Regions from separate parts of the Mus musculus genome. Here region 2 is linked to region 1. The links are chromatin contacts, called in public Micro-C maps. All regions are on one chromosome and are shown on one strand. Each heading gives the region's core, a stretch centred on a gene start, on an enhancer-like site or on the middle of the called end of the contact. The rest is flanking DNA. Distances are from core to core; before and after follow the strand shown.

The links. Hi-C and Micro-C count contacts between places; a contact is called where the count stands out from the background.
Region 2: a Micro-C map of the G1E-ER4 cell line shows a contact between it and region 1. The contact joins two enhancer-like sites. A contact is called at or near these places in 2 of 15 datasets of contacts at CTCF or cohesin (CD8 T cells and the G1E-ER4 cell line), 5 of 484 Hi-C or Micro-C datasets (the G1E-ER4 cell line, the N1E-115 cell line, brain and 2 more), 1 of 115 datasets of contacts at active chromatin or transcription factors (CD8 T cells) and 1 of 9 other capture datasets (adipose tissue).

What each region holds. Positions count from the first base shown.
Region 1 is chr9:92,224,670-92,228,533 of GRCm38.p6, reverse strand. Gm31588 (a long non-coding RNA gene) reads left to right here. Exons shown (of 6, transcript XR_871012.2): 1 at 1-1,370. Among named protein-coding and RNA genes, the nearest start is that of Gm31588, 3.6 kb to the left of the region's middle. Within about 2 kb of position 2,248, at least 23 of the 459 cell types and tissues checked have an H3K27ac peak or open chromatin away from gene starts, as enhancers often do. A contact at or near this core is called in the G1E-ER4 cell line, where this site is marked.
Region 2 is chr9:92,332,578-92,336,441 of GRCm38.p6, reverse strand. All of the region lies in intron 1 of 1700057G04Rik (RIKEN cDNA 1700057G04 gene), which reads right to left. It also overlaps the pseudogene Gm15493. Among named protein-coding and RNA genes, the nearest start is that of 1700057G04Rik, 25 kb to the right of the region's middle. Within about 2 kb of position 1,916, at least 6 of the 459 cell types and tissues checked have an H3K27ac peak or open chromatin away from gene starts, as enhancers often do. A contact at or near this core is called in the G1E-ER4 cell line, where this site is marked.

The DNA of each region.
Region 1 (3,864 bases), core at 999-3,498:
GGATGAGAGTAGAGGTGGAGGGGGTCTATACCCAATAGAACATGGTAGTTCCCACAATCAGCTCATCATTGTATTCTATTGGCATGAAAAGACTGGAGATGCTAATGTAGACTGTACTGATGTGACGAAAATGTGAGAAGCTTCGAAATGGAAACCCTGTCATCGTTAACCCGTGACGAGTGTTTGGATAGGAGAGAAAATGTGAAGGCACTAAATAGTATAAAAAATTATCCACATTTGTGAGATCAATGGCCTTGAGCATGTTTGAATTTGAGTAAAGCAAGTCAGGCTGCATGTGTTCAAAAATCCAGATGTCGTTTGGGTTTTGAAATTAAATTTGAAAGTTTAATATTATGATTTCGATTCTTTGGCTTGAAGGCCACGATGTCCCTCCATTTTTAGACAATAGATCTGCAAATTCTGGTTATGCTTTTGCAGTTATATAGAAATGTATGAAGCATAGCAATCGATATCTGAATCATACATAGTGATTGTGTATTGTGTGTGTGTGTGTGTGTGTGTGTGTGCATGTGTATGTAAATTATATAGAGGCCCGAAGTCTGGTCCTAAATTGTTCTCTTCCTTATTTTGTAAGACAGAGTCCCCCACTGACCTTGGAGTTCACCCAACCAGGCTAGATTGGCTGGCCAGCGAGCCTGAGAGATCCTCTTGCCTGCCTCTCTATCACTGGGATGACAGGTGTGTACTGTCATCTGGCTTTTTATATAGATGCCTATGATCTGAACCTGGGTCTACATGCTTTCATAACAAGCAGTTTTCTGCCTGACTGAGCCATCACCCCAGCAACAGGGTAGTGATTTTAGATACTTCCTCAGCCCCAGCATCCACACCCATTTGCTAGGTGGACGATTGAAATACTCTATTCAACAGAGATTTGCAGGTTGGCTTTCTCTAGAGGCTTCAACCAGACACAAAACAGTAAGTGGTGTGCCTTTGAAAGGTTGATGTTGGTCCTGGCCCCAACTAGCTCACTAGCTGGGATCGTTTCCACCTACCAAAGTTGGATCTACCCTTGCTGCCCGAGAGGGTAGACAACCCACCCAAAAGCTCTATTTCAAAAGGCACAGAAAATACTTATCTTATTTGAGTACTTTTCTAGTCACTGAATTTTCCAAGGTCTGTTAACTGAAGGATAAAATGCAGGCATGACTGGCTGTCAGCCTACCTGGCACTCTGTGCTTCTAAATTAGGAGCATGGCACACCATGCTCCTGAGAATTCCCAGAAGTCAGAACACTGAATTCTGAGGTGACATGAATAACCTGCAGCTGGATTGTCTTCATGGCTCCTTCCTTGTGCTCCTTTTGCATAGAGACCCTGGTGACAAGAGAGCTCACTGTCCAATCTGAGGTAGTGTGTTAACCAATAACAATTAATTGATAGTTTTCTGCTATATAAGTGGTTGTTTGCATAAAATAAGGCAGACAGTGTTCCCTAACCATCTCCAGAGAGGTTAATCTCTGTGCTCTTTACCAACCCTGTGGGCATGGTAGTCTTGTTAGGAGATGCCCTGGTGACTGTTGTGGTTAGAAACGGATAAAGAGGTATTAAGATATGTTCTCTGGGGGGTGTGGTGACAACGACAGTTAACATTTCTGTAATCTTTGTTTTAATATTTGACAACTTTACTCTTTTTAAATATCCGTATTAAGACCATAAGATCCATAAAATATTTTTAAAGTTAACAACCAAGCTTGATCATTTAATAAAAATGTTACACTCCAAATGTTCTGAGTGGTTGGAACTTAATTTCTTAATTGTAACAGCAAAACGCCTACTGAGAGAGGAGACATGGCAGAAGACACTTTGTAGCAATGTGAACCGGTGCTTGCAAGTCTGGTCAAACTAGAAGTTGTAGCTGAGTCCAGCTGTTTCTCCGAAAGCACAGGATCAAGTGCTGTGTTAGCACAGATACAAAAGTCTGAAAAACTGTTTACAGAACTTCCCCGTGTGAGTTTGGTTTGCAAGGATATGGCACTTAGGGGACAGGAAACAAGAATAAAATATGTCTCAAGACTGCCCCATCCCCTAATTTTTACTTTCATGAGGAAGTACTAAAGAGGCCCATGTGAGGCTATCTTCTTCAAGTTCTGATACTCCAGATCTACGAGAGGTTGCAGGTCTGCTCTATCACAGCAGCTAGATCTACAAGGAAGATGAGTCAGATGAGGGAGAATTTTCAGTGGCCTTAGGCCAGTGAGTACTTGATGTCACTTTTCCTGGAGTGGGGGTGAACAGAACTGAGTTACTAATTGGTGTCATGGACTACAAGGCCCACAAGGTAGTAGTGTTGCCAAGAATGGGGATGGCTCAGTCAGTTAGTTGAAGAGCCAGAACTGTCAGGTTTTGAAGGACCAAGGTGTGTCCCTGGAATGTACCAGATGTTAAGTATCCATACTTTCAACTTCTCTGTGAAGGGTGATTACATGATTTAGATAAACCTCATTTGTTGAGAGTGTTATTGGCTAGATTACAATAAATTCTAAAGGCCATGAACAAATTGATGGGTGTGAAATCAGGGCTGCATGGGTTGACGGGTCTAAACCACAAGCCATCTGAGCTATGGCAGTCAAGAGGAACATGAAAACTGATAGCTGATGGAATAGTCTGGTTTGTCAGTGAAATTCATTCTTTCCAGGCCTTTGTGTAACCAGCTCTGACTGTAGCTGCAGCAGGATCTCCATGCATGCCAGGGAACCAGTCTGGGTTCTGAAGTTTGGCCTTGATTCCTTGATTTGTCTTAGCATCTCTCCTGGAGCTATGATGGCTATTGGTTTGTTACTGATGCTACAGGAGCTTTCCAGGGACTCAGCAAGTAAGTGGCAGAAAGGGGGCATGGATATCAGGATGTCCGTGAAGTCCAGCACTATAGTAAGAAAATAATTGCCTTGAAGGTTTGCAGAGGAAGCTTATACATGTTAATAGTTGAGCCTGACATCTGTGCAGTCTCAAAATCCCACTAGTAAAGAGTCTATTTCTTCTCTCACCTTCCAGAGTTATCTAGTGCTTGTCTACTTGTGAGGACTTTTTGACCTATACCTATACTTTGACCTATACTTTTTGGCATTTTTGTATGTGTACTTTCACATTTCTGGGACTTTGGGGTTTTGGATCCAAATATCTATGGCATTCAAGAGAACTTTTGGTTGGGAGGTGTCTATGGGATTTAATTTTTGATGTAGGAACATGTGATCATCCCCAAGTCTTAGTGTTCAATTCACTGATATTTCTCTTAACAGCCTTTTTGGTTTTTGCTTTTTGCTTCAATAAAGAATCTGAAAGAAATTGGAATATTGTCAGGATCAAATACAGTCAGTGCTGTCAAACTCTTCCAGAAATTAACAGTTAAAAAAGAATTGAAGTTTTGAAAAGAGAGGTCTATCTCATGGCAGCTGTCACAACAGTGCTGGGACCACTAGCCTGCAGAGAAGTTGCCTTGGCCTTACATAAAATCCTAGATGAAGACATCAGCCGTCTATTGCCTGTTCAACCTTGGCCTTATTCTGCATTTCCTAACCTTTGTGGCCAGGATATCATTTCAAAATATCATATGCTGTCTCCTTCCTCTTCATTTTCAACCCTTGCTTGGCCTTTGCTTCTTTGAACACACTGAGGTCCACTAAGACATGCTTTCCCCCTCTGTGTTATTGTTGCATATATATGACCATCTATGCTGTTTTTGTATTAGTTTGATGACACAGTTGCTTCATGCATTCATAGTCCAGACTGTTGCTCCTTTTGCATGTCTGTGGCCTGGCAGACAGAAGAGTGGCCTTGTGCCTGTGTCCCTGGAGGTCCTGTGGTGGCACTGGAATGCCATCATTAGACATAGCATTTCATCTTA
Region 2 (3,864 bases), core at 667-3,166, 110 kb before region 1:
TGTATCCTTAGGTCCCTCAGTGAACCACATATTCCGTGCTCTAACTCATCCTGAGGAAATAATCCACAGATTTCACCTCAATGATACTGGACTCTTAATAGTCACAGGTAATCCTTTAACTCCATATAAGCAATATAAGTTGTCTCAGTAAAGCAATGGTTTCACTTCAATTGTTCTGGTCATTGGTTAATCATAGTCAATTATTTATTAGCTTACCAGAAGCCACAGATTCTTATTTCAAGTTATTCCAAGAACAGTTTTCCTCTGAAACTTCATAATCTAGGTCCGTATCATCAGCAGTGATATCAGCACTGTCTTCCAAGTTCCAACAATAGCTCACCAAGCTCTGAACTCTCAGTGGTTTTTCCAGTCCAAAGCTCCAACCATTCCAAGGCATAAAAGCCTGGTTAGGATAATCAGCGCAAAATGCTAGGCTCTAGTAGCAATTCCCATCCCGGCTTACTTTCTGCTGCCTCAATAAAAAAGAAATGATTAGGAAAAACTTGTGGAAGAAAGGGTTTGTTTGTTTACTCTGCCCTGCTACTTTTCTTGGGTTAACACTAGTGTGCTGCTCTCATGTTCCTGCCTCTCAAGCAGTTAGACCCAAACTGGACTCTGTGTCCCCGGTTCCCCTGATTCTCAGATTGGAATCCAAAATATGATAGTTTTGCTTTATAGTTTAGAATTGAGTTTCACTCTCAGACTTTTGTTTAAGAGCAATTTGCAACTTTTTTTAAATTACATATACTAATTTTTAGAGTAGAGTGTGTGTGCATGCACGTGTGTTTGAGTATACACATGTGTGTGTACATGTGCATTTCATGTGCATGTGGGAACATGTGCAAATACAAAGGGGCAAATGTGAATTTCAGAGGAGAGCTTTTGATAATCAGTTCTCTCCCGTTAGGGTGTGTGTCCTAGGGATCAAACCTAGGTCGTTAGACTTGGCGCCACAAAACCTACAAGCTGAACCATCTTACCAGTCAAACCTCATATCACTAGCTACATATTTCCTGTTGCTCTTTTTCTCTACAGGCCTCTGATTAATTTAATGGATCTATTCCAAGAAATAACATCAGATAGTTGTAGAAATGATCAGACAGTATTCTAGCTGAATTAAACATGACCCGACAATTGCTTCCCCATTCTTATAAATTAAAAAACAACAACAACAACAACAAAAAAAAACAAAAACAAAAACCCCAAAAAGACACAGAAGAGAAAAGCACTTATACTTTACTAAAAAATAAAAAAATAATAAAGAAAATGAATGGGATTAGCTGGGGCCGGCTCGCTAATGGTGGGCATGTGAGGCTAGTGCACAGAGAGGCCGGAGCTGCGTGCTAACTGTGTGGCGGTGCCATGTCATTGAACATGGACCGGCTCAAACACCAGGTCATGATCAACCAGTTCATGCTGATAACAGGCTAAGCAGCCGATCAGGCAAAGCAACTGCTGCAAGCAGCCCAGTAGCAGTTCGAGACACCCCTCAGTGCCCTTTTCCAGGAGACCAACATCCCCTACAGCCACCACCACCAGATGATGTTCACTCCGGCCAACACCCCTGCCACGCCCCCCAACTTCCCTGATGTTCTCACCATGTTCTCCTATCCTAAGACCTCTGAAAGCATCTATGGTGGTGGCAGCAGCTGCAGCCCAATGGCCACTTTGGTCACGTCACCCCCACTGCACTTCCCCCATGCCACTGGCAGCTTTGCAACACCCAGCAGGCCAACTGCAGCCTCGCCCCCAGGAGGCCCACAGCACCACCAGTCGCAGCCGCCCCTGTGGACACGAGCACCCCCTTCGCCAACTTCAGACTGGCCTTCCCTGGCTCCCCAACGGGTCACCTTAGAAACAAGGGCCCACTCTGCCATTGAGGCAGAGAGATAAGAGAGGAGGCCAGAAACCCGTGGGGTGGGGGAGAGGATGTCTCCGTGAGCCCCTCACCCCTCCTTTGTCTGCACCCCTATACCCCAGACCCCTGGAGAGGAGAGACTGGACTCTAGCCAGGCAGTCTTGTGCCAGCACTCACAGCACAGGCTCCCCCAACTGGCATGGATCTGACTCAGAGTGGCTTGGGTGCTTAATGGGCAGCACCTTGGAGACCAAGCAGCCATCCCAACGAAGACTTAACCTGCTGGGCCCCACCACCTGGTGTGTTTCAGAGAATCACTTGGTGGCAGACACATGGCTGACTCCTATCTTTGGGCCAGTAGGGAATGGAGTGCCTTCTCCGCATATGTGCGTGCAGCTTGTCTTATTTATTTATATGTATGTTGCTCTTCAAAAGCAACCTAGTTTATGGGGCAGTTGGGCTTTGCATGTTAGAGTGACCCCCAAGCCCCTTGGTCCACCCCGCCATTGTCCAAAGGGCCCTGCCTCACTCCACCTCCTTATCTGTCTGCATTGCTGTTTCCTGCAAAGGATTATGGGAAAGTCCAGGACTCTTCTACCCAGGCCCTGCCTGCAAGGGTTCCCTGAATGCCCCTTCCCCCGAACCCAGGATTATCTGGTCTCCGTTTCCTACCCCTCTTTTGACAAAAGAGAAAATTACAAACCACACACACACAAACACACACACACACACACACACACACACACACACACACACACACACACAGAACATTGACAAAGCTATGTTAAGGAATTCATGCTATATAACTTACCATAAGAATAATAACTAATACAATTTTACATCCCAACTTGATTAGCATATGCTCTTTTACAACAGTTAAGTGCAATTCTAGGAGAAAGAACCATCACATCCCATATGCATTGTTAACATTTACGAACATCTTTGCTGAAATCATTCCATCAGAAATCACAATTCTCCTTTGCTGCTGGGCCATTTAATCTCTGTGTCCCTTTATCACAGTAGGGGAAGAAGGAATGGTGCAGGTAGCAGACAAAGGGGGCCACGTAACTTATAGGAGGTAGGATTTTAAAACACAGGAAAAACCATGAAGATTTGAGAATGAGACAGAGATTTTTAACTGTAGATTCTGGTTGACATCTCTTCCCAGCTGAGACAGTAAGAATTTGAACAAAAGTCTTTCTCCTCCTCCTAATTCCAAACCTAACAATTGTTTAGGACTATTACCAGAAGCATCCTTGATATAATACTACTAAAAGGAACTTAAGGAAGAACATGTTTATTTTGGCTTAGAGTTCCAGAGATGGATACAGTCCATCATTGAAGGAAGAACATAAGGAAGAGACCAATCTGGTGGTGACGGAGCCAAATGATCACATTTCATTAGCACACAGGAGGGAGGGAGAGAGAGAGAGAGAGAGAGAGACAGAGAGAGAGAGAGAGAGACAGAGAGAGAGAGAGAGACAGAGAGAGACAGAGAGACAGACAGAGAGACAGAGAGAGACAGAGAGAGAACAGAGAGACAGAGAGAGAGACAGAGACACAGACAGAGAGGAGAGAGAGACAGAGAGAGAAAGAGGGAGGGAGGGAGGAAAAGGAAGGGAGACATGTGTTCTTGTTGAGATTTCTGTGGTTTGTTGGAGGAAGTGTGTCATTAGGGGGTGGAGTGGGCTTGGAGATTCCAGAGGCTCAAGCCATGTGTGGCATTCACTTCCTGCTGCTTCACAGATCCAGGTATAGAACACTGAGCTACCTCTTCATCATCATGCCTGCATGCCACCTTGTTTCCCAAAGAGACAATAGTAGAGTAAACCTCTGAACTGTAAACCAGCCCCATTTCAATGCATTCTTTTGTAAGAATGGCTGTGGTCATGACTTTTCTTCACAGCAGCAGAAAACCCTAAGACATTTGGTATCGAGTCACTTTTTGTTCTCCCAGCCTTTGCTTGCTCCTACATCACTGAGAGAGGGAGCAACTCAGACTACTG